7 separate regions of the Mus musculus genome follow, and all the other regions are linked to region 7. The links are chromatin contacts, called in public HiChIP or PLAC-seq and promoter capture Hi-C maps. All regions are on one chromosome and are shown on one strand. Each heading gives the region's core, a stretch centred on a gene start, on an enhancer-like site or on the middle of the called end of the contact. The rest is flanking DNA. Distances are from core to core; before and after follow the strand shown.

Region 1 (3,505 bases), core at 332-2,831, 1.7 Mb after region 7:
TTCTTCCACTATAAAAAATGATCACAAAGATAAGCATCCTTAACTTTCAAACAATCTCTAAATAGCAACACACACCCTGGGACATACAGTTCTTCTAACGACTGCAATAAGCTAAAAGAGGATAAACTACATTAAAAGACTGACTGGCATTGGGAAAAGTCAACAAAAGTTGCCATCTCTATCCCGAAAATGCTCAAATTCAGGAACCGACCACAGCAGTCTGAAGAAGTTACCAGAACATAAAAGGGGATAAGAAGCTAAAAGCTTGACTTTTTTTTTAAATTCCCTATATTAAAAAAAAAAGTCACAATGGAAAGAAACTGTGTGCTTAATACATCGAACCTTGGAAGCAACTGTGTCTATGACAACGAAGCCTTCTTCCCCCCTTTAAAATAATACGTGATGGTGTCAGTCCATAGCCTACCGGATTCCTCACTGCCACCACCACCAGGAGGTGGAGAGAAAGGATACCGAGAAGACTAGGGGATGACAGCTTTGTATAACCCTTTGGACTTTTCTATGTAAGAATGCAAACTGGTGGTCTCTTCTCAGAGAGGAGTAAAAAGATCTGTGGACAAGCTCAAATAAGGCGGTGGAGGCAGGTGATCTTTTGACTGGAAAGGGACACATCGTGAGCCACATCTTTGAATCAGCTAGGACCAAACTGAAACCCAGGCCGCTGGAAGGCACTGCTTAGCATCACCAGGACCGCCTCTCGCGGCGGGGGTGGCTTTTTTTTCTTTCTTTCTTTCTTTCTTTCTTTCTTTTTCTCCAGCGGAGAAGTTGACTCCTGTAGTTTGGACATTGAAGTAAAACCAGAGTCGGGGCGATTAGGAAAACCTGCATGTGGAGGCGTCTCGGGCCCGGAGAAGTTCCGAGGTCGCCGCTCGCTCCCCCATCGCCCTCCACCCGCGACGCTTGGCGTCGGGGGCTCGAGCAGAGCCTGAGCTTCCGCCGCTGCGGGGCCTCCGCCGCGGCTGATATGCCCGCCGCCCTCACCCGTGTCTGGCCGGCTCGACAGGACAGGCCTAGGCCGCACCCGGCGGGCCCCGGCGCTGTCGCCGGCGGAGGCGGAGCAGGCCCGGCACAAACTTCCCGGCGCGGCGCCCGCGTCACGGCCGCTCGCCCGCCCGCCCAGCGCCATGCCGGCCGCCGCGCCCGCCCGACTCCGTACGCACCCCGCGTCCCGCCGGGGGCCGGAGGCCGCGGACCCCACTGTACCTCCAAGTCACGGCCTTTGTTCTTAAAATTCTTGAGCCGTTGGTTGTCCAATTTCTCGTTGTCCGCCATGGCCGGGCCGGCGACTCTCCCCACCCGCCCGGGCCCCGCGGGATCCGCCCCAACCACCGCGCCGCACAGACGCTCCCAGGAAGCCGGCCGCCGCCTGCGTCGCCCGCCCGTCCGCTCGCTTCCTCTCGCCCGCCGGGCCTCCGCTTCCTGGCTGGCCTCTCCTGCCCTGAGCTCGGGTACCACAGCAGCTCTGGCGAAGACGACTGCGGGGCCAGCGGCGGCGGCGGCAACGGCGGCGGAATGTGCTGCCGGCTGAGAGGGGGAGGCAGCCTCGATCTGAGGGCCCGGCTTTACGGCCACGCCCATCGCCGCCAACCCGGTCCGCCGATTGGCCGGCCGGGCTCCGGAGTGCTTAGCCAATCAAAAGGGACGATGGAGAGCGGGGGACGGAAGAGCGAAAGGAAAGGGGAAGGGAGAGTCTGGGGCAGGAAAGGGACGGGGCGCAGGAGCTTGGGAGGGGAGGGGTCACGCGCGGAGGGAGAAACCCGAGGCAGCCGAAGAGCAGCAGATCCGGGAGCGGGCGGGGATGGGCAGGGTGTAGTGGTCCTGGTTATGGTGGGATGATTCCCGGGGTGGCTTTAGATGTTGGGGTTCTGAACTTCGTTCTTTTCTCCCCCGGTGTTACTTGAGCGCTTCATTCACTTTGGAAGGCAAAGAGGTGTGTCTAAGCTACATGTGAAGTCCTAAACCCTGAGTCCTGTTCTGGGAACTGCGAACCAACCTAGGACCCGGCATCGTGGCTAGGACTGACTACGGTGATGTGCATTCTGAAAACTGAAGGGAAAGCTAGAGGGACCCGGTAGGAAAAGGAAGGTAGAAGGTTCGCAACAGGTAGAAACTTGAGAAAAATTGGTCCTTCCCTAATACCCCCATTTTGAGCAGTTTCTCTTGGGAAATTAAACTGCTTGATCACAAAGTATTAATTTATAGAGAATGACGACTATGAGCCATGACATAGCAAATGCAACATTGTGACTCTTGATAAAGGAAGTTAATCCCAAAGAAACCTCTTAACCAGGAACATTGTAACCAAAGGCGGATGTAAAACAGGTACAAAAGAGCCTCTCAAATTTTTCAGAATCGCTCCGGGCCGGTGACTCGGTTTGTAATCGTAGCTACTGGGCAAGAGGAGGAGCTGTTAAAGTAGCCCAAGAGCAAGGCCAGCCAGAGCAAGAGTCCAAAGCCACTTCGAGCAGTTTAGTGACACTTCCCCTCTTCTCTTGCGGGTTCATCTCAAGATAAATTAATAATAATAATAATAATAATAATAATAATAATAATAGAAATACAACTCATTGGAAGAAGCTAATTATGCTGGAGGCCCTAGGCTCAGAAAAGAGAGTGAGGACATGTTTTCAAAACTATATTTAAGCTGAGCATAGTGATCCACACGTTAAATCTAGCAAAGGCAGGTGGAGATGAGTTTGAGGCCAGCTGAGCTACATCATAATACCCTGTCTAAAAACAAACAAATGTGTGTGTTCATTTATCAATTATTAGTTCCCCAAATTGTGTGGTTTTTGTGAAGCAGTGGCAGTTCAGAGTCAGAAGGAAGAGGAAAGCTAAATGTGTCTGAACTTGGCAAAAAACTCTATTACAAAACCCTTTGGGAACATTTGGCTTCTGGTTCTTTCTGGTATATTTTGTTTGGGCAGAACCACATGCAGAAATGAATGTTTAGGATGCGAATATTTTATAAACCCCTTATATAAAGTCAAAGGAGGATGCTTTTGTAAGGTATAATACAAAGACAATGGGTTCAACAAGATAAAGGATTGAGTTCTTTTGGGAATGGGGGATAAAGAGAACTGCAGGATAGGAGCCTCTTGAAGATAACTTATAATGGAATGGTGGGAACAACCCTTTAGATACAAAGTAATGCCTTCCAAATAAGTCTTTGGTATTTTGTATACTTTCTGCTGGGCTTGGCGAACAAGCATTTTGGAAGTAATTCACACTGAGGGTTAACTTGAATGTAAGTTGAATTCAGAACTTAAAATTCAGATGAAGTTCATTATGTGTGTGTGGCATGTCGGCATATTCAGGTATACACATCTTTGTGCAAATGAGGACAAAACAAGATATCCTACATTGTTATTGCGCTCCACCTTATGGCCCGAGACAAGGTTTCTCACTGAATCAAAAGCTCACCATCGAAGATGTGCTTGCTGCCTTGTCTGCTTACCACCTCCTCCCAGTGCTGGGATCTCAGGCA
Region 2 (3,517 bases), core at 26-2,525, 1.5 Mb before region 7:
CAGGTAAAAATCCAAGTGAAGTTAAACTAGAAACAGTTTAACAAAGTCTAACAACCCTTATTTTGTTTTGTTTTTAGATAGGGCTTCTCTGTGTAGTCCTGGCTTCCAGGAACTCCATCTGTATGTACATCTGCCTGCCCAAGGATGTGGGTCACCAAGGACCGGCAAAGAACCCTCTTTAGGATACAACGGGCTTTTTAGCGAAATAAAATCGAAGCTGACATTTTTAGACCAGCTCTTACGTTTTATTGCTCAACTGCTCTTAATTTTGGGTCAGAATCAAGCTACCTCTTGCTAGAATTGTGCAATGGCTTGAAAACGTAGTTCTTGGTTAACAGAGCACGTGAACTGGGGATCCATTTTCTAGTTCTTGAAACATTGCTCTACGGGCCCCATTTCCTTCTGGGTGGGAACGAGGTACAAAGGCCTAAGCTAACCACTCCCTTTCTGGAAAAGCTGGTTCCTACCCCCTTCCTCCCCGCTTCCGGATGAAGAAATCCCTTCTTGTCCGCCTCCGCCGCGCTTACCTCGAAACTGTGTTTGACGAACGACTTGGAGTAGAAGAACCGATGGAACAGCACCTGCCCTGTAGCCATCGCCACCTGCAGACGAGAGAGGAGAACGGAAGCGCCGGGGTCAGGCGGGCCCGCACCAGGCGCCGCCGCCATTTTGTGCGGCCGCTCGCTTCCCTTCCCCCGCCCGGGCCGCGCGGCGCCGCCCGCCCCCGCATCCCCACCCTCGCCCGCCCGAGCTCCCGCCGCCGCCGCCGCCCGGCGCAGGCTCCGGAGAAACCTGGCCGCGGCGGAGAGGCCCGCAACCAGCCGGGGTTCTCACCTGCGGCAGCCGGAGGAGGATGCCGGCGGCCTGGATGAGCTCGCAGCCCAAGATGCGCAGATCCGTCTCGCTGGGCAGGTCCAGGCCGTCCTGCATGGACGGGGTAGGCGAGAGCCGCTCCTCCGGGATCAGCGAGTGGTCGATGGTGAGCGACACCTCCGAATACAGGCGGTCGCCGATCAGGATCCCTCCGGTCGTGGTCGTCGTCGTGGTGGTCGTGCCGGAGCTGGAGCCGCCCGCGCTCGGGGCGGCGGACGAGGCGGAGGCGGCAGCGGCGGCGGCGGCGGCAGCGGTCGAGGTCGGGTGAGGCCCGGACGCCATAGTTCCAGCGAGCTCCACGCACGCCCGACGCAGCCGGAACCCAAAGCGAGACTAACCAGCGTCCTCGGCGCGACGGATCTTCCCGTGACCGCCGGCTTCCAGGCCGCCGCACGCAGCGTGCGCTTCCGCCCTGACGTCACCACGCCGACACGCCCTACCCCACCCCACTCCACTCCCCGCGCGCGCCAACGAGTTCCTCCGCGCTTCGGTCGGTGACACCGGGCGGAGGGGTCCGGATGGGCAGGGCGGGGCAGGGTGCTGGCGGCTCAGGGGTGGTAATGGCTTTAGTCACCGGATAACCCGGACTCTGGCCTGGTGAGTCGGCCCCGATACCCCTGCACGGTCTGCGCGTTGGTGACAGTCCGGCGGTCGGCGACACCGGAGTGTAACAAAGTGACTCTGAACCGGGCAGCTTCCCAGTTTGAGCGCCTGGGGTTTCCGGAAAGCTCCGAGCGCGCGTGGGTGTCGGGGTGTAGCCTAGAAAGGCATGCCTAGCCCTGACCTCACTTCGCCGGGTTTACAGTAATCTGGAAAATCCCTAGTTCCAAAAATAGGTTTATGGCGAGGACAGTACACGGGCGATTTCATTGCGCTGGGGAGTCTCGTCTTAAAGAGATGGTTTTTGTCAGAGTGGAGAGAAAGTAACTATCCCTGTGTCAATGAAGAGAAAAACACAGCTCTCATCTTACATGGAGTTTGGAATAACCTAAATCTGTGTTCCGGGACCATGGTCAATCAAAATGGCTCCAGGATAACCCATCATTTATTCCCTTTAAGATGAGAGCTGTGGTTTTTTTGTTTTTTTCGAGACAGTTTCTCTGTATAGTTCTGGCTGTCCTGAAACTCACTTTGTAGACCAGGCTGGCCCTGAACTCAGAAATCCGCCTGTCTTTGTCTCCCGAGTGCTGGGATTAAAGGCGTGCGCCACCACCGCCTGGCTGAGAGCTGTGGTCTTTTTCCATCCATACTAAAAGTCCCAAAAGCTGAGGTCGACCGTGAAACAATTGATCCTTCTGCCTCTGGCCTCCCATGATCTTTTTATTCCAGCTTAATCCTCTGAGATGGCCTTTAGGGAGAAAGAAAAATCTCCTGACTCAGTACAAAGGGTTGGAATTGTTATTTTGTTAAAGCTTACTTTCTTGAAAAGTGTCTTAACCTTGGACCTATAGAGCGCACTGAAAATTTGGATACATCTTAGTCACCAAAGCAAGGTATTTTCACAGCTCATTTTTACAAAGTGTGTTGGGACGGGCACTCTGGAGACAAAGACAGGTGGATCTCTGATTAGAGGGTCAGACTGATTCCAAGCCAGTAAGAGCTATATAATATCTTCAAAATGAAACAAAACCTCTTCCAAACAAAAGCTATATAGAGCAGGAAGTGGTGGCACAAGCCTTTAATCCCAGTACTCAACTAAAGCCTCAAAAACAAAAATTTTATGATTGTGATAGCTTTTTGTCACTGACAGATTACCTAGAAAGTCCACAATGAGGTTTAATTTTGGTTTATGGTCTCTGAGGTTTCAGGCTACAGCCATGTGGCCCTATACCTGTAGGACTGTGTAGGCAGAACTTTATGGTGTGAGACCTTGGTAAAAACAAATCCCTTGCCACCAACAAAGAGAAAGGGGAATATATCCAGGGATCTCCCTCCTCAAGTAGGTTGCCAACTCCTAATTGCTTGTCCAGCTGTGACCTCATCGTCGGATTAACCCATTTATGAGGTATTTGCCTTTGTGATTAAATCACCTCTCAGTGCTACTAACTAAGGACAAGCTCTTCACAGGGTCTGTATGTGGCAGGCATTTCATATCCAAACTTTCTGTGACAGCATAGGAGACACAAGTCCAGGGGACAGGTATGTCGGGACAAAACTTTTCCTAGTGAGACACTACTCACCTCAGATAGGGAACCTACCACAGACCAAAGTATGGATACCATCAGAGTGCAAACTTGGTGAACCAATGAGTTTTATTAGGGTTACTTACAGGAATATGGGTAAGGAGCAGAAATGATTTGGATAGCTGCACCACCAATGTGCAATTCTATGCATATATTAGGGTCGGCACAATTTAGTGAAAACTTTTTTGGTGATAATTAACTCAATTCCATGTGGACAATAAAGTTTAAGGTGTGACTCCATCAAAACTCTTTGTAAAGTACACGTGACATCTTCCATAAAGATGGGTTCTGTAGATTCACTACATGAGACACCTTCCATAATGATCAATTCTGTAAATGACATGCTCATGATACGGGTCTGGAGAAAGATCTGATGTGGTCTTGGCCACACAGCAGAAAAGGTCACCAGGCTATTAGTCACATCTGCTCTCGGCCTTCTGGGTGGATAGAAGGTTATATAC
Region 3 (3,612 bases), core at 617-3,116, 1.5 Mb after region 7:
CTATTCTACCTTTTTCTTACATTTACTTTACATGTATGAGTGTCTTCTCTGCATGATGTGGTTCACATGCATGTCTCTCTCCAGGCCAGAAGAGGGCACCGAATCCCTGGAACTGGAGTTACAGACGGTTCTGAGAGCCATGTTGGTGCTAGGAACAGAACCTGGGTCCTCTGCAAGAGCAGTAAGTGCTTCTAACACCACACATCTCCCCTGGCCCAGTCTACTTCTTTCATAGCAGGTATCTCTTCCGCTCAGCTTTGTTGTATTTTAGAACCTCTGAAAATACAAAATACTCCAGAAGCCCCTAAAAAGAATCCCTTTATCCTCTTGGTACTCCTACTAGTCCTCCATACCCCCCCCAAAAAATATTCATTGAGCTTCATGGTGACATTTATTTTATGAAGACAATTTATTTTCAACTAGAAATATAAAGGTACATTATTATATTAGCAAACGTTTATTCAAACCACACCAATCTCCAAACTCCTCCAGACTCCCACACTTGTAGTCCTCTCCAGCACTTCCTGAGAATCACTGAATCTAAGTGTTAGGCATCTCAAAGCCATAATATATTTTAGAACAATGTAAATTCATTCATTAAAGGTTGGTGGGCTGGAGAGATGGCTCAGTAGTGGTTAAGAGCACTGACTGCTCTTCTCTGAAGGTCCTGAGTTCAAATCCCAGCAACCACATGGTAGCTCACAACCATCTGTAATGAGATCTGACACCCTTTTCTGGTGCACCTGAAGACAGCTATAGTATACTTAGATTATAATAATAAATAAATCTTTTTTTTTAAAAAAAAAAGGTTTATTGGTGCTCTAAAATGCCAAACCCTAAATAGGTTGAGGAAAAAAAAAGAGAAAGGCTAACAGCTCTCAATTTAAAAGTTGCTGTATAAATACTTACTGGGGGCAGCGAAATTAATCAGCGGTTCTTTAACATTGGGGAGGATGAGTGATACAGACCGTTTTTCAAAATTATAGGGTCACTAAACATTCAGGAAAACAATGCCAAAACACACAAAACTTGGTATACAATTTTCGGAGAGTCAGAAACTCTGTCCCAACCATCATTATCCTCAAACTCAGGTTAAAAGCCCATTAAGGAAACTAAACCGCTCGGGATTAGGAATTGCCGCATCCATTTAACAACCCTTGCTATTCCTTTCACTGTGTAACAAAGACAAATGCTACTTATGAACTAATTCCCCCATAACGGTAACTAGTTATCACCAGCGAATCCTTTCTCCCACTAGGAGCCCTGCTGGCCAAATGGTTATTTAAACTCAACACCTTTCAGTAGTGTCACTTACACAAAATAGTTCAAAAATCATTGTTATTCATAAATGGACTACAAGGTTAACTCAATAATCCCGGTTTCCTCGCTTTACCTGTAAACTCCACATCCCAAGATCAACACCCTGGTGGCTGGAAGAAGATGGAAAATAACTGATGCTCCCGCAAAGCTCATCCCATCTAACCAAGAGAAGCTAGGTCTTAATGACCGCTACCGCTTCCAAGCCCTTTCTTCAAAGGCTCTGGAGATGAAGAAATTTACCTCAAGTTCCAGGAAAGCGGTGGCGACTGCTCTCAGAGCTCGAACTAGTTACCAAATAGCCTCCCGACCTTTCCGTCACCATAGTGATTTCTAAGCGCTGCGAGCGTTTCCCCCTGCCATGTTCCCGCGATACTTGCTAGGTGCCAGTCACCCGAGCGGGCTCTTGACCCCGCCCCTAACCGAGCCCGCCCTCTCCCTGGAAGGTGTTATTGGGCAACTTGGACCCGCCTACAATTGTAGGCGGGACCCTGCTTGTTTTGTTTTGTTTTTTTTCCTTCTTTTTCAAATTCCTCCAGTTTTTCAAATGCTGTCGTTCTAGAAGTGCGAAACTCTCATTTCTGTTAAAGTCCACAGAAAGGACGTAGCCCTGCTTGCTCTCCCTTCCCAGTCGTAACTTGGCCCTCGGCGCCACGGTCCCTGGGGTAGAGCCCGCGCATGCGCCCGAACGGCCCGAAGATGGCGGTGGGACTCGCCGCACTTTTTTTCAAATTCGCGGGTCCCAGAAACCCTTGCGCGCGTTTGTAACGAATTTCCGTTCGAGTTTGGATTTTAGGCGCCATTTTCGAGTGAAGGACCCGGAGCCGAGACACCGGGAGGAGCGAGGCGGGGGGTCGGCCGTGCCACCATTTCAGCCCGGCTCGGAGTGGACCCGCCGACAGGTGAAGTCCTTCTCTTCTAGATCAGGTTGTCACACTTTCTCCTCCCTGCCCCGCGGGCGCCCGCAACCCCAAGGCCTGGAGCTGGAGCGGCGGAGGCGGCTCGGCGAGCTCCCGTGCCTGTCACCCCTCCCCCTCGGCGGCCGGGCGGCGGCTCCGGCGCCTCTTCCTGGGGGAGGCAGCGAGCCTGGCTCGGCCAGAGCGTCCCCTCCCCCAGGCCGATCCGTCCTGTCTCCTAAGGGGACTGCAGCCCCACTCAGAGCCTCTCCTGGGCACTTGGCATGGCTTACACTGTCGTCCATCGGGACTCCGCCCCGGACCCGGGAGGGTTAGACCCCCTACTATCCCGGAAAGTGACCCAACCCAAGCAGACGCTGCCAGAGTCCAGTTCAGCAGTGTGTGGCGGGTGACTCCGGCTTCGGCCATCCTCTCCGCTGGGGCGATGAGGAAAAGAGACCTGGACTTCTCCGAGGGCCGTCCGGGCGTCAGGACCTAAATGGCGGGGAGAAGGGAGGGGGTTGACAAGTCGCCCGGGCAGGCAGGCGCTGCTGCTCTGGAGAGTAGCCACGCAGCCCCGAAGCTGGACGAACTTGTCTCTCTCTCTCTCTCCCACTCTGTACCTCTCTCCCTCCCTCCCCGATTCCGAGCACATTCACTCCCCAGCCCCGACGGGAGGAGACTTGTCAGCAGACGTCCTTCTCTTATGAGATGGTTCCACAGGGGCGGGGGTGGCCTGAGCGAATTCCTCCGTCCTGGGCGCGATGGCAGGCGCGGCTATGTTTCCCCACGTAGCTGGGGCGTGGGAAAACCCGTCCCGCCCGGTTGCCACTGCTGGGTTCCTAGTAGCCACTTTCCTAGGGACCCGCTACTGGCTAGCGGCGTTGGGGAACGCGGTGGCGGGGTGGGTCCTGGGCGGAGCCCGTCCTGCTGCTGCGGGGCCTGAGCGGCGAGCTGCGGGCCGACCTGACTCGGGACTCTTCTGCCGCAGCCACCATGCGGCGTAAGGGCACCAAGCCCTCCACTGCCTGCCACCAGGAGGAAGGGCCGCCGCCCTCCCAGGACGGTGCCCACAGCGACGAAGAGATGGAGCAACCGGCCGGCGAAGCGGAGAGCGCTGCACCCGCAAGTGAGTGACAGGTCGGGATCCCCGTGCGTCGGAAGCCTGTGGAGACCCTCTGAGGGTGGCGGGGCGCAGGCGACGACAGGTTGATTTGGGAAGCTCCGGAAAGCCGTTCTTTGGTTTTCAGAGGAATTCCATGCAGTTTGCTCTAACGGTTCTGGAAGATATGAGAGTGAGCGGAAAACTTGCGTTGTGAGTTTCTGTGTTTTAGAGTAGTACTGACCTCTTTCTCATATTTCCGCTGAAAGCGGCATGGGTGCTGAGCGCCTCTGCGCC
Region 4 (3,129 bases), core at 554-3,053, 1.6 Mb after region 7:
TTCTCTCTGGCTCTCTCCTCATGGTCTTTGACTTAGACCCCAAGCCTGGGAACCTTTGCCACCCTCTTCTCTTCTTCCCAGCCCAGGCTGTAGACATCTTTTTCTTTTTCTTAATTTATTTATGAGTGCACTGTAGCTGTCCTCAGACAAACCCGAAGAGGGCATCAAATCCCATTACAGATGGTTGTGAGCCACCATGTGGTTGCTGGGAAATGAACTCAGGATCTCTGGAAGAGCAGTCAGTGCTCTTAACCACTGAGCCATCTCTCCAGGCCCCTGTAGACATCTTTTTTTTAATCAACCAGAGATAACTTGGTGGGCAAGGTTTACATAGCATCATTTGATGTACATGAGGGTCTCCTGGTTAGGGAAACCAGATCTTAGGGGCCAAGTATTTAGTATTTGAAAACGTAGCTGCACCAGACCAACCCCCTACTGTCATACTCTTAGGAAATAAGTAACAACACACTGAATATATAGTTAAGACTCTCAAGTGTGGCTTCTTGGTAGACTATTTGCTAAATATGTGAGGTCCTGGATTTAATCCTCAGCACCAAAACCAGAAGATATATAGATGGATGGATGGATGGATGGATGGATGGATGGATGGATGGATGGATGGGACAGACAGACAAACAGATAGATACTGCTCAAATGGGTGATATTGGTAGTGAATGCACTGGAAACATGAAAGGCAAAGGTGAAGTCAAAGTGGTCTACATACATCAAAGAAAACTTCAGGAAGAACTAGAGTAGAGGAACCTCTTTCTACACAGTATCCTTGCTTACAGGGGTCCACTCTGGATCTTCTTCAGCCACACTTTAGCACAAGAGTAAGAGATCTCTGAGAAAATGCCTGTCCTGTCTTCTGGGCCATGCTTTATGTAGTAGGACCCCTAATTTCTGTAGACATTCTAAGCTCATTTCTAGAGTATGCACATGATCTTCACTGGGGCATCCACAGCCAGGGGAAAGACTGCAGTAACAGATATGAATCAGGGTGGATGTTGATGTAGTTGTGTGTTCTATAATCCCAGCTACTCCACAGGCTAAGTAATGGGAGGCTTCCTAAATCTAAGGCCAAGACCAGCTGGGACAATATAATAAGACCCATGAAGAATAAGGAAGAAAAGCCCAGTGGTACAGGGTTGGCTAAATGTTGGGGACTGACTCTTTTTACACTACTTCTCTCTTCTGCTATAGAGGAAGAACCCTAAATTAGAGCTCAGCCTTCCTGAAGATTACAAAGATGCCAGTTATGGGGTGTTATGAAGCAACAGCATCACAAAAAACGTATTAGTCGCCGGGCAGTGGTGGCACATGCCTTTAATCCCAGCACTTGGGAGGCAGAGGCAGGCAGATTTCTGAGTTCGAGGCCAGCCTCGACTACAAAGTGAGTTCCAGGACAGACAGGGCTGCACAGAGAAACCCTGTCTTGAAAAACCAACCAACCAAACAAACAAACCAAACCCCCAAAACCAAAACCAAAAAAAAAAAAAAAAAAAAAAAAAAACCCAAACAACAACAACAACAACAAAAAACCAAACAAACCAAGAAAACCAACAAAAACCCAAAACATATTAGTCAAAGGAGTAGGACAGAACAAATCTTTTTTTTTTTTAATGTTGTTATACATTAAAGTATTTAGACATTGGTAACACTGACTTAAATTTGTACTTCTGTTCTCAACCTGTCTTCGGTATGCTCCCCATCGTGGTATGGGCTTCAAATTAAACCCATCACTGGTTGTCCACTCCCAGAGACTCATGTGTTTGGGGCACTATTAGGGGTTGTGGCCTTAGAGTAGGCGTGCCCTTGTTGGAGGAAGTGTCAGTGTTGAGGCTGGCTTTGAAGTCTCATATATACTGAAGCTACTCTCAGTGCTGACTCAGTCCCCTTTTGCTGCCTATGAATCAAGATGTAGAACTCTAGCTCCTTCTCCAGCGCCAAGTCTGCCTGGATGCAGTCATGCATCCCACAGTGATGATATTGGACTAAACCTCTAAAACTGTAAGCCAGTTTCCTGTTAAATGTTAATTATGTTAGGCATAAATGTTAACATAATTATGTTAAAAATAAATGTTAATTATGTTAAAAATTATGTTAAATGTTGTCCTTTATAAGAGTTGCCATGGTCTAGGTATCTCTTCATAGCAATAAAACTGTAAGACAGAAGTTGGAACCAGGGGCTGGGTATTGTTCTGATAGGCCTGAATATGTTTGTTTGAAGAAATGCAGATTGGGGACTTTGGATTAGGAAACACTAGAATGCTTAAGTTGGACTTAACGGGCCAGACTAGTGGGAACATGGAAGCCAGTGGTGCTGACAGTGATTTCGACTGTGGGGGCCTGGTTCAAAGTTTAAGAGAATATTTTTAGTTTGTTGCCTAAAGACTTTTCTCATGATAATTTGGTGAAGAATGTGGCTGCTTTTTGCCCTTGTCTGAACAGTCCATCTAAGACTAAGGTGAAGAGATTTAGATTAATTGCATTGGCAAAAGATATCTCAAAACAGCCTAAAATAGATTCTGTATTATGGTTTACTCTCATGAAGAGCATTTTAATCAAACATTCCAAGCTGAGAAAGGAAAAATACAAAATATATGGTTCAACGATTAAAGGGGCACTAGAAAGTGGTATGGAGCTAAATATTGTGTTCAGGGAGATAATAGATTAAAGATTTAAGTGGCATTAAAGGGAGTGGGGCCTCTGGGCAAGATCCCACCCAGCTAAGCTTCTATCTTGTGAAAAGAATTAAAGAAAAGTTTAGGTCCAGGCATGGTGGTACATACCTTTAATCCAGCACTAAGGAAACAGAGGCATGAAAATCTCTGAGTTCAAGGCCAATATGGTCCAAACTGCCAAGTTCCATGACATCCAAGCTCAGGCAGTAAAGGAAACAATCAAAACCAGAAAGCTAGTGAAGATATAACTGAATAAGGGGGCCATGTTCAAGCCCCAGGCACCAGCAGAACTTGGCAGCTTTGTTTACATAGGTCTTTGGTGACAGGTACATTATCAAAAAGCACATTTTCAAAGGACTTTTTTCTGAGGATTAATTTTCAACTGTTTAAAATATTCAACAAACCAAACCCATCGGTCGTGGTACACACCTTGGGAGGCAAAGGT
Region 5 (3,628 bases), core at 760-3,259, 1.8 Mb before region 7:
TCGGGAGGCAGAGGCAGGAGGATTTCTGAGTTAGAGGCCAGCCTGGTCTACAAAGTGAGTTACAGGACAGCCAGGGCTACACAGAGAAACCCTGTCTCGAAAACAAAAACAAAAACAAAAACAACCCTTTTTCTTCAGTACTCAAAAGTTGACCTGTGCTAATCTGCTAACCTTTTTTGAAAGTGTATGTATACACACACACACACACACACACACACACACTCACTCACACGTTTCATTTTAGAGGATTTAAAGATTTGCTTTTATATTGCTTTTATATTAATTACAGCATATAACTCTCTCCACTCTCCTTCAAATTCATGGCCTCTCTTTTCTCTATTCTTCTCTCATACATCCTGACTGCAACCTCCCCTCCCTCCATCCTTCCTAGCCCCTTTCTAGCCCCTGGCCTCAACCTCCCCTCTCCCCCAGACTTACTGCCCCTCTATTTCTCTTCAGGAAGGAGCAGGCCTCCCAGTGATATCCACCAAACAGGGCATAACGAGATGCAATTAGATTAGGCACAAACTGTCTTTCTTTTACCCAATTGTTCTTGGATTCAAACATGCATTTGCATATACACATATATTTCCAAATACAACCTGTAGAGGCCACATACTGTTTCTTGTATGCATGTTTTCAAGGGCTGACCATTTGGCATAGGCCAATTGGAAATACACTTCTTATTTCTGTTCTTTCCGGAAGCTATCCTTTCTTTTTAAATTCTTACTGGGTCTACCACTACCTAAACTGGACTTTATATAATAATGAAAACTTTCTGTAGGAGTGCCACATGTGGCACTCCTACAGAAAGTTAGGCTTGTGGCTAATTAGCAATGGGATTTAGGATTGAGAGGGCATTTACAGTGGTAAGGAAAATGGACTCAAGGTGATGTGTAACGAAGAGGCATAGATGAAAGTGAATTATAGCATTTCCATGGGATTTCATCCCATTTTCAGAGGATTGCCTTCCTTTTTAGATACAAGTGCTCGGTAATTATTGTCCAAACTGTAGTTATGTGCCCTATAACAATACTTTTGGTATAAAATTCCTAATATCTAGTGATGTTAGTTACCGAGACATTTTGTGTAGTGTTCGTGGTGATGCTGTCAGAAGCCCTCTGTTTCTAGCCCTCTTGTATATATTCAATGATATACAGTACATAATACTAGTTACTCAATAGTAAGTAACTGTTGTTAGTTTCTGCATAATCTATATCTTTCATGACTTAGGGGAGTATTCACTATTTTCATGCGGTTATTTTCATACTAGTGATCAACCAGCAGCTCCAATAGATCTGGCACTATTTCAAATCACCTGTTCACCTTCCTCTCTCCAATGCCTTTTCTTTCTATTCATGCAAACTATTCTTTAACAGCAATTATTGTTCTTTTCTGCTAGGAAACCGTGTTTTCTTTAGTTACTGGAGGATCAGAACTTTGGACCTCAGATGCTCCTGGAAAAGGAGCAGACTACGAAGACACTAATCATACCAGTGGCCTGTGTTAGTCACCAAGCATCATCTCATCCTGCTTGCTTGTTGCGTAGTAGGTCATCAGTATTTGTTTTATGAATAAAGTATGAATAAAGGGAAGTCGTCAGTGTGTAAAAACAAGAGGCCTTCCATTACTTGAGTGTGCAGTAGCACGTCTCAGTAATACTTCATGAACTAAACCCGTCATCTTGACTTCTTTGGACCAGAATGAAATTCTAAGCAAGCCTTCCCCAGTCAATTCCACTTAAAAGCTTCTTTTCCTTCCGTTCGACAACAATGATTGCCCCTGCAGATGAGGCACATGGCCACCCACTTCCCGCCTCTTCATCAGCCTCGGCTGCCCGTCGTCCCCGCGGGTTCCAGAGCCCCATCCCCGTCCGTCACAGAACCGCGCGTAAATCCGCCCTCTCCTTCGACCCCCGCCACCCGCTCCAGCTTCCGCCTAGCTCGCTTTTGGGACAAATGATGCAAAAGAAGCTCCGCTTCCGCGTCGGCGGGGGCTGTGACGTCACCGCGCCTTGACGTCAGGCCAACGTGCAGCGCGGTCGCCCGGGAGACCAGGGAAGCCGTTTTACACCCTGCGGAGTCCCGGGCTAGGTGAGGGTCATGGCCTTCCTCAGTCCTCAGAGGACCCGGTCGGCGGGGACACAGTTCCGGCGCAGAGACTGGCGGCGCGGGACTGCGGGGCGGCGGGGGTCGGGAGGAGGAAGGCGGGAAGGTGGGGCGGCCTCTCGGCGCCCCAGGCGAGGCCTGGGCCAGCGCAGTCCGGTCGGGCGGTTAGTTTCCTGCAGTGACCTCCTGCTCTCTTGCCCCCGACCTGCCCTTCGGTGAATCACGCCCCCGGAATGGTACTTGAGGAAGGGCCTGGAAGCAGAACCTGAGTTAATGACCGGGCGTGACACCGGTGTAAGAATCGGAAATGAACCACCAAGGGCATTTCTGCGTTTAAGAACACGCACGTCTATCTCGTGACCAGTGTCACAGAGAAGGTTCTCAAACGCACGTAGCAGCGGCCACGTACCTCTGTACTTTTGCCAAGGACAGTTTCCACATATATAATGGGAAAGACCAAAAGGAACTTGTTTGGTTAAAATACTGAATGGGTAACTTAAAAATCACGTTTTCTTCTGCTAAAGAGCAAACAGCCCTACACTTCTTGAAAAGCGGAATTATATGTGGATTCTACTATTCTTTTCACGAGTAGTCACATCTTTATAAAGACCCAATGGACTTTTCTAATCGGCTTACAAGCTGTTTCTTAAAATATAGGCAATAACAAAAATAAACGTTAAAGAAAGTAGTACCCTTCTAGTCACCTTGGGAATTTTAGGTGCCCACCTCTTAGTTGTAATCATCAGCATGCATTGCTTAGCAGAAAAGCACCTAGTTATTACAGTCTGCACTCACAGTTTACATGGGTTTACAATAAAGTGTCTTTATATGAGGACAAGTTACACATGTTCTTGGGACGAATCCAATGAATGTATCTTGCCTGTAATCTTGTTACTATGTCTTGTGCGATGTGCATTGACATCAGTTTCTCCTCCACTTCGTTTTAGAGGTCTTTCAAATTTACCAGGGTGCTATTTTTAAATTTTTCTTTCATAGCCAGAAGCCTGCCACTTCTGGTGACATAGTAATATGTTAAGAGTAGTCACAGCGAAGGCATTAAATAATAAACATCCCACTGGTACCTTGAATTTATACGTTATTTAGGTCCATGCTTGCTAATACTTTTGTGGATGGCACTTTAAGAGGAGATATAGTTGGCTGTATAAGGGAAAAATATTCCTGTGGAGCCCAAGATACTATCATTTCCATTCACCAATGATGGCTTAACTGAAGATAATGCCTTCTGGTTTCTTGCCATGTGACTATGACAGTATATGATTATGTACTTGGTCACTTGGACCCATGTCCACATAATTACCATTACTCCCGTGGTTGGCCTCAGTTAATATTACCAAGCACACACGTGGGAAGACAGCTCACTAGTTTTGTTTGTTTTAAATAGTAGCTTATTGAAATGAGGGATATTTTGGGCTAACACAGGGTTGAGGAATCTCTCCTCCACTGATGGTTGCATAGTTTACAAAAATAACACCAGCATTATTTTTTCCTTCACTCTCTTG
Region 6 (3,375 bases), core at 684-3,183, 1.6 Mb after region 7:
TTCTAATATAAACCTATTCCACAAAGCTATGAAAGAAGCTACTAATGTAACTTAACCAGGAATTGACATGAGAAATTATACTTTAACTGATTTTTTAATACTATTTCTTAGGGCTGGAGAGATGGCTCAGCAGTTAGGGGCATTAGCTGCTCTTTCAAAGGTCCTGAGTTCAATTCCCAGCAGCCACACAGTGGCTCACAACCACCTGAAATGGGATCTGTTGCCCTCTCCTAGTGTGCATGTGAAGACTAATGTGAAAACAGTGTGTCTACCAATATACATAAAACACAGTATTCAAAAAATAGTTTTTCAAAGTGAAAATATATTTGATGGAAAACATTCAGCAACATATTTGCAATGTCAGTATATATATATTACCCAAAGTCAAAATTTTACTTTTTACCAGGTTAAAATACAGGACCTTGGCTCACTAAAAATGTAGATCAATGTGTAATACTGGGCAAAAAGGAATAAAGGTAGCTTGAATAATAAATGCAGCGTGCAAACGTGTAAGGCAATACCATTTTGTGTGCATGACTTAAGACGTCCACACATGCTTATAAAATGTCTGTTAGATAAAAGTGAAAATCTTTTAGCCAGGCAGTGATGGCTTTGGCTCCAGCACTTGGGAGGCAGAGGAATCTCTGAGTTAAAGACCATCCTGGTCAACAGAGCAATTATCCAGGACAGCCAGGGCTACACAGAGAAACCATGGTTTTTTGTTTTTTGGTTTTTTTTTTTTTTTTGGGGGGGGGGGGAGAATCAAACAAAAAACTGAATACCTTTTAGATTAGGTCATTTCTCACTTTATGCTTCCTCCATAAGATGGTTAAAATTTTATACACTTCCAATATACATCTTTTTTTCAAGAGATTTTTCAATCTTTCATCATAGCCCAGGAATCACACACTCTAATATCCTGATGTTTCTTCGTATCCAGTTAACTTCCCAGAGCTTACCTGGTCTGTCAATCTCCTGATCTGGACACTGGGTGTACTTTATCTTCTCCAACTTTTCCAGGATCCTTTGTTATTCTAAAAGTAAAACAATTTAATGTTTCAGATTTTGCCTGCAGTAAATATTTCATCTTTAAAGTCCCAACCATTTCCACACAAAGGACTTTTTACAACATAACGAATCTCTGACTCTGGACAAGATTAACCAATGATGGGAACTAAACACTCATAGTTTGGTTTGGTGGGTTTTTTGAGACTAATTTTGTAGTCCTCACTGACGACCTGGAACGCACAGGAGAGCTTGCTGCCTCTGTCTGCCCCCATGCTGGGGTTACAGGCGTGCACGTTCATGCCCCGCTTCAAAGTTTTATTTAAACTCAGCAAGACGACTAGAAATATCCTCGCGCGTAGATATCCCCAGCTCGAAACTACGTTAAATTATTCCCATCAACACATTGGGTGGTCTCCGAAACGCTGCAGGCCTCAGTTTTACCTATGAAGGTTCACATCTGTACAATGGGCATAAGTCCTACGTGAACTCCAAACAAAGAAGTGGCTCAAAGATGGCAGTCACACCCTCTTGTCCAGGATGCCCAGGGCTCACTCGCCCCGCGCGGTGCTGCGGGATCTGCTAGGCTCACCTACCGGCCCTTACGACCTCAATCCCGCCGGTAGCTCGGAGCGCCGCTGCTCCACCCGCGAGCGCGCGAAGCGAGGAGAGGCGAGCGCACGCCCTCCGGAGCCCAGCCCGCCTCCCCATCCTCAAGTCGGCGGCGAACGCACCGGGGCCGCGGGCGCTCGAGAAAGAGGGGCAGCGAGCCGCCTCCCCGGCGGAGCCGCGTACTCACCGCGAGGCGGGCGAGGCGGGCGAGGCGGGCGAGGCGGGCGAGGCGGGCGAGGCGGGCGACGGCGCGCACGGCGAGGGCTCCCGGGCAGCCTGGTGCGGACACTGCGAGGCGCTCGCCCGAGTCTTCAGGTGCCCGGCGGGGGCGGGGCCGGCGGCGCCGCAGCGACTTTCAACCGCGCCGCCTCCGCCAATGAGAGAGCGCGGGCGGCCTTTGAACACCAACGGCCGAGGGCCAGGCGCCTGCGCACTAGCGCGCGGCGCGGAAAGCGCACGGGCGGCAGGGGTCGCGCCTTGGGGGGGAAGGGCTGGCGCCAGGACCTCGCGAGGGCGGGGATGCGCGGGTGACCCGGCGGCTTCTGGAGGCGGCTGGCTGAGGGACTGCTTATTACTTAGGACCACGCCCGCACGGGATGGTTCTGGAGCTGGCGGCGCGCAGGCTTCTTCCATTGTTACCTCACAGGTTCCTTGTTCAGTCACCGGCTGGAGGGCTCGGCGCGCTCGCCCGCCCCCGTGAGGCTCCGGTCCTCCAACTTAGGCGCGCCTAAGCCTTCATCTGTGTCCTCCCTGTCCTCTCTAACACGCTGGGTCAGAAAACACAGTAGTGGCTTTTCACTTTCTCGGAGAAACGCCATTCCAGAGCTCAGACCGCTCTCCGCTCCCGGCCGGTGTGAGCTACAGAGCAGATTCCAAGTCAGCCTAAGACTCACAGCAAGACTTGACCTCGGAGACAAGATGGAAAGAGGGGGCGTAGAGGAAGGAAAATGGATTGTGCCTTCAAGGAGTGTGCTTTACAGGTCCATAGAGTGCCCGACCCTGCCAGAAAGTTCTGTAACCAAACATGGGGAAGGGGCAGAGAAGAGGAGCCTTAGCACTAAGGCAGCTCCACGCTGACCGGCAGCGCTACTCAGGATTTATGAACTGTTATTCATGCGCTCTATAGATGATAGTGTTGGTCTGGAAAAGAAAGACTAGAAATTACAATTCAAATACAGGCACCAAAGCGTAAAAGTCGTAAACCTAAAAACCTCATGTGTTGGGGCGTCAGCCTTCGAAAACTTTGGGCTGAAAAAAAAAAATCAGCTGCTTTGGGTGTCTTCCATTACGATATACACACTCCCAATACTCCCTTTGTGATAGAGTATTGAGAAACGGGATAAAGGATGGGAAATACGTGGTTTTGTTACAGGTATAATATCGGAAAGATGATGAACAGAAATGTGACTTCTGAGCTGGGGGTGTAGCTCAGTTCCAGTGCTCGCCTGGCGTGTTCAGTTCCCACCATGGAAAAGCCAAACCGCTGAGCGCACATTAACATCTTCTTGGCGCTCCTCAGACTCCTTGCTTGAAAACTTTTTGTCTTGAGCTTTGAAACAGAAAGTCAGCGCTGGCTGTTCTTCCAGAAGACCCACACAGCAGCTCACAACTGTTGCACGGGAATCTGATGCTCTCTTCTAGCCTCCCAGATCACTAAGCAAGGATGTGATGTACGCATGCATGCACGTTACAAACCACACATTAAAGAAATAGATAAACGGGGTTTTATTTGTTTTTAACTGACCAGAGGTAACAGCA
Region 7 (3,561 bases), core at 965-3,464:
TGTGAAGCCACTGTTTCTCCCAAATGTGGCCCGAGCAGTCTCTCCTAATATAAAGTAAGGGTTGCAGCCTGCTATGGAGATGGCTGTCTAGTAGCTCAGTGCCTTTCAGGGGATTTCCTCTTGTTATCTCCTCGGGGAGAGGAAAACTTCCCACGGCTTCAAGATGGCTGTGGCGCCAACTACAGTTCCCTTCTTTTACATTTATTTCATTGATAATTTGACATGCATTCAAAATTTTCAAACTTTCCTGTCCCACTACTGCAAGATTAGTGGAATCACTGTTGGAGGTTCTATTGTTCCTGAATTTCTAAATGTACTTAATTTGAATATCCAATTAAAAACCAAAATAAAAGGCAGGCATGAGAAAACAGTCATGACTGGAGAGTAAATTACCTCTTTCAGTCCTACAAGGCGTGAATTCAGACTGCTTGGAATCTACTTAAGGGTAATTTATTTGAACTGAAACACAGACTTTTCTAAACAATTGAACAGAAAGAAAGTGCTCAGGCAGTCCACACTGGCTTGTGAAGCTCTGCCTGCAGAGCCATGGCTGCCCATACTCAGAATCTCCCAGCAGCCGCAGTGGAGGCCCAGGGTAAACCCTCAGCGAGAATGAGCCGCAACACTGAGAACGCACGCGTATTCTAGAAAAGACAGCTCACTTACTTTTTGGATAATTTCTTCCACAGAAAACTTAAGATGGTACTTGTGCCCTCTTCCTGGGATATCCTAAAATTAAGAAAAAAATATAGTGGAGAAAAGAATACTGTAATATATCACATCTTTTTAGTTAGGACATTCTTATTACGTGACTGGGAGGGTGGCTGGTGGGAAGAAATACACTAAAGTTTTGCGTCTTTTAAAACATCCCAGGGGTCTTGTTCTGACGTTCCTCATGACTGTACATCTTACCATCCTTCATCGCTTCCCAAGCCCGGCTGCTCAGGAAGGCGGTCATCGGGTGTCTAGCATGGACTTGGCAGTATCTAGCAAGTTTATTTAGGTAGGTCTAGGAAGCGGGTGGAAACGTACAGAGGACACAGATGCAGTGGCAGTAGGCACATCTTTGGAAGGGTTTGTCTTAAAGCCGGGGGTACCAGAGTGTTCAGTGAGTAAACGACGTGTGGTGGATGAGTGCCAAGTGCTCAGAGACAGTGTGTGTAAGTGCTGTTGATACTGTCCTGTCAAACACCACTTCAAAAGACCTTATGAATAGATCATTTAGATATCCCCCTTTTAAATGAAAGCCAGTTTTGAAGTGTGTAACTAATTTATATTATCTAGTACAGTTTCGAAAATAAAAATCATTTCTTTGTCAGCCAAAAAAATCTTGAGCTGTAAGAAAAAAAAAATAGGGACACTCGCTAGGTAGGTGAGGCCCTTTAGCCTAGCCGGCTTCAGCAGAGGCAAGGCTGCATGTCAGGCAGGATGTGGGCGGCTGGAGCCCGAGCAGCCCACACTGCCTTTGTTTTTTCCTCGGGGCGAATTTCTTGCGTTTTCCCGTCGTTTTGGGCAAAGGGCTTAAGAGTTACTCTTAAAAGTTTATGGAGTCGTTTGGAGGCCATGAGCTTTTGTTGGCCAAGGCTAGCTAGCGGCAGATGGAGAAACTATAACAGCTTCCAGATTGTTTAGAATGCTGTCTTCCCTAGACCTCTTCTCTCCACAGGAAAGGGTGAGATTAACCCCGTGTATTTCCCAATCCCTTAAACTAATATGCACAAAATCTGGCTGCATAGGTCCTCTGCTTTACCGTGAAAGCAAACAGTTCTGGGATGAGTCCCATATAGGGGAGCTCATAGCAATGCTATTCAGAGGCAGAGCAGGGTCCCGCGGCCGGGATGGGGTGGGGGCAGTAGGGGGAGCCGATCGCAGGGCTTCTCCTCGCAGACTCACCTCCTTGCTGGCCTGCTGGACCGTCTGCACCAGGAACAGCTTGTGGGGAGTCCCCTGCTGGTAGTTAATGCAGTTCTCCGCCACCGAGGCGGCCCTGGACGCAGCATAGTGGGTGGGTGGGATTTCCATCTTGGGGGAGACAGCGCGGGCTATCCTAGTTCAAAGAGATCACGGCGGGTGCAGCCAGGGTCCCGTCAGTGTGGAGTGCTGGCCAGCCGAGTGGGTGTCCAAGTGGGTGTCGGTGAGGTGGTGAAGTCAGTCGGTAGCTGGGCTGGGCGTGCGCGCTTGCTCGCTCCTCAGCGCCTTCCTTCCCTCTTCCTCCTTCACTCAGGAAACCGTTCGGGCAGTGGCTCTGCCGGGAGCCTCGGCCCCGCCCTGGGGTAGGCGGGCACCTCCGGGAGAAAAGCTCGGGCATTCCCTCCGGCTCCCGCGGGTCTGGGCAGGTGTGGAGCGGGAGGGAGAACCTGGAGGAAGGGGAAGGGCTTTCTGGCCTTGCCTCGATGGGTCCTTCTGAGGGCTTCAGCTGCCGGATGAGGAATCGCTGGCTGTTTCACGTACAGATTAGAGTACACCTCTCCTTTTTCAAACGGGCTGTCACGGGGCAGGGGGCAAAGTGCTCCAAGTGTAATTCAGCCCTTACCCTTCCCTTTGTGAGACTCTTGCTCAGCCAGGTTCCTTTAGAGGCAGATCCAGAGTGGGAAAGCAGAAAAGCCATTTTAAAACGTTGGGAGACTGGTCAGGATCAGAGGAAATACTTCCCCATTCATAAGACCTTAGTGATCTTAGAAATATAAAGCTTAATGAGCGTGAACCACCACTCCCATCTTTCTTGAAATCCTATTTTAATGACTTTTTATGTGTATGTGCACACGTGTGTGCAGGCACATCAGATTACCCGGGAGCTGGAGTTGTGTGCCACACAGTATGGGTGCTGGGGACCAAACTCAAGTCCTCTGCCTCAGCTGCCGAGCCAACTCTCCAGCCCCATCTCTATTTCTCTTAAAAGGTAGATGGTTGGAGGCTTTCTGGGTAGACTGTCTATGTTGCAGCCACTCTGCAGAGAAGGGGAAGGTGCCCTGTGGGACACGTGTTGCTTTCCTCGTGTGCTAATGGAGCTTTCCTATAACTGAGGACTTTCTTTGGGCCCAGTGGATTATTAAATACCAACCAACTCAGTTCGTTCATTCCCCATCTTTTCTAGTTATGTTAGCCAACAGCAATGAAGCAGCTAGGGGATAACAAGTCTAACTTTTTTTTTTTCTCTTGATATTGGAAATGTTTGTCTTTTTAGCTGTAAGCCAACCCCTTTAGGAGAGAGTGTGTGTGTGAGTATGGGCTTCCAAAGTGAGCATTTTAAAGTCTAACGAATAGTCAAAGATTCTGTATTTAATAATTAGTATAGACTGGCATGATGGCACTTGAGGTTTCTTAAAATTGTAATTATTACTTAAAAGGGAAACTTTTTCATTTAAACATTAAATAAACTGAATTGCAAGAATATCATTCCTAGCCTTGTGCCTTCTTTTAAAATGTCTTTCTTAGAGTTTTTGCCTGCATGATGTGTGTGTGTGTGTGTGTGTGTGTGTGTGTGTCCCTATTGCCCAAGGAGGTGTCAGTAAAAGGTGTCAAATTCCATGGGACTGGAGTTAGAGATGACTGTGAGCCACC

The links. Promoter capture Hi-C pulls out the DNA fragments that hold promoters and counts their contacts. HiChIP or PLAC-seq counts read pairs in DNA pulled down with a chosen protein or histone mark.
Region 1: an H3K27ac HiChIP or PLAC-seq map of embryonic stem cells shows a contact between it and region 7, with 17 times the contacts expected there. The contact joins the promoter of Kpna4 here to the promoter of Lxn in region 7. A contact is called at or near these places in 3 of 39 promoter capture datasets (the C10 cell line, cranial neural crest and liver), 1 of 115 datasets of contacts at active chromatin or transcription factors (embryonic stem cells) and 1 of 9 other capture datasets (adipose tissue).
Region 2: an H3K27ac HiChIP or PLAC-seq map of embryonic stem cells shows a contact between it and region 7, with 9 times the contacts expected there. The contact joins the promoter of Ccnl1 here to the promoter of Lxn in region 7. A contact is called at or near these places in 9 of 39 promoter capture datasets (the 3T3-L1 cell line, the HPC-7 cell line, embryonic stem cells and 4 more) and 6 of 115 datasets of contacts at active chromatin or transcription factors (astrocytes, embryonic forebrain, embryonic stem cells and 2 more).
Region 3: a contact with region 7 is called in a promoter capture Hi-C map of hippocampal neurons, with 4 times the contacts expected there. The contact joins the promoter of Smc4 here to the promoter of Lxn in region 7. A contact is called at or near these places in 7 of 39 promoter capture datasets (the C10 cell line, cranial neural crest, embryonic stem cells and 3 more) and 1 of 115 datasets of contacts at active chromatin or transcription factors (astrocytes).
Region 4: a contact with region 7 is called in a promoter capture Hi-C map of hippocampal neurons, with 5 times the contacts expected there. The contact joins the promoter of 9630025h16rik here to the promoter of Lxn in region 7. A contact is called at or near these places in 4 of 39 promoter capture datasets (the C10 cell line, hippocampal neurons and liver) and 1 of 115 datasets of contacts at active chromatin or transcription factors (astrocytes).
Region 5: a contact with region 7 is called in a promoter capture Hi-C map of pre-B cells. The contact joins the promoter of Lekr1 here to the promoter of Lxn in region 7. A contact is called at or near these places in 1 of 39 promoter capture datasets (pre-B cells) and 1 of 115 datasets of contacts at active chromatin or transcription factors (astrocytes).
Region 6: a promoter capture Hi-C map of liver shows a contact between it and region 7, with 6 times the contacts expected there. The contact joins the promoter of Trim59 here to the promoter of Lxn in region 7. A contact is called at or near these places in 4 of 39 promoter capture datasets (cranial neural crest, hippocampal neurons, liver and 1 more), 1 of 115 datasets of contacts at active chromatin or transcription factors (astrocytes) and 1 of 9 other capture datasets (embryonic stem cells).

Annotation. Positions count from the first base shown.
Region 1 is chr3:69,125,511-69,129,015 of GRCm38.p6, forward strand. Kpna4 (karyopherin (importin) alpha 4) reads right to left here and starts at 1,582. Exons shown (of 17, transcript NM_008467.4): 1 at 1,222-1,582. The coding sequence starts at 1,290.
Region 2 is chr3:65,956,974-65,960,490 of GRCm38.p6, forward strand. It overlaps Ccnl1 (cyclin L1), which reads right to left and starts at 1,276. Exons shown (of 11, transcript NM_019937.4): 1 at 835-1,276; 2 at 528-602. The coding sequence starts at 1,155.
Region 3 is chr3:69,002,872-69,006,483 of GRCm38.p6, forward strand. Smc4 (structural maintenance of chromosomes 4) reads left to right here and starts at 1,867. Exons shown (of 24, transcript NM_133786.4): 1 at 1,867-2,219; 2 at 3,205-3,342. The coding sequence starts at 3,210. Ift80 (intraflagellar transport 80) reads right to left here and starts at 1,699. Exons shown (of 20, transcript NM_026641.2): 1 at 1,561-1,699.
Region 4 is chr3:69,059,059-69,062,187 of GRCm38.p6, forward strand. It overlaps 9630025h16rik (a long non-coding RNA gene), which reads left to right and starts at 1,804. Exons shown (of 2, transcript XR_867356.3): 1 at 1,804-2,010.
Region 5 is chr3:65,664,219-65,667,846 of GRCm38.p6, forward strand. It overlaps Lekr1 (leucine, glutamate and lysine rich 1), which reads left to right and starts at 2,010. Exons shown (of 13, transcript NM_001166659.1): 1 at 2,010-2,093.
Region 6 is chr3:69,042,809-69,046,183 of GRCm38.p6, forward strand. Trim59 (tripartite motif-containing 59) reads right to left here and starts at 1,934. Exons shown (of 3, transcript NM_025863.3): 1 at 1,805-1,934; 2 at 960-1,034.
Region 7 is chr3:67,461,693-67,465,253 of GRCm38.p6, forward strand. It overlaps Lxn (latexin), which reads right to left and starts at 2,215. Exons shown (of 6, transcript NM_016753.4): 1 at 1,894-2,215; 2 at 667-729. The coding sequence starts at 2,022. The region is part of intron 13 of Gfm1 (G elongation factor, mitochondrial 1); the gene reads left to right.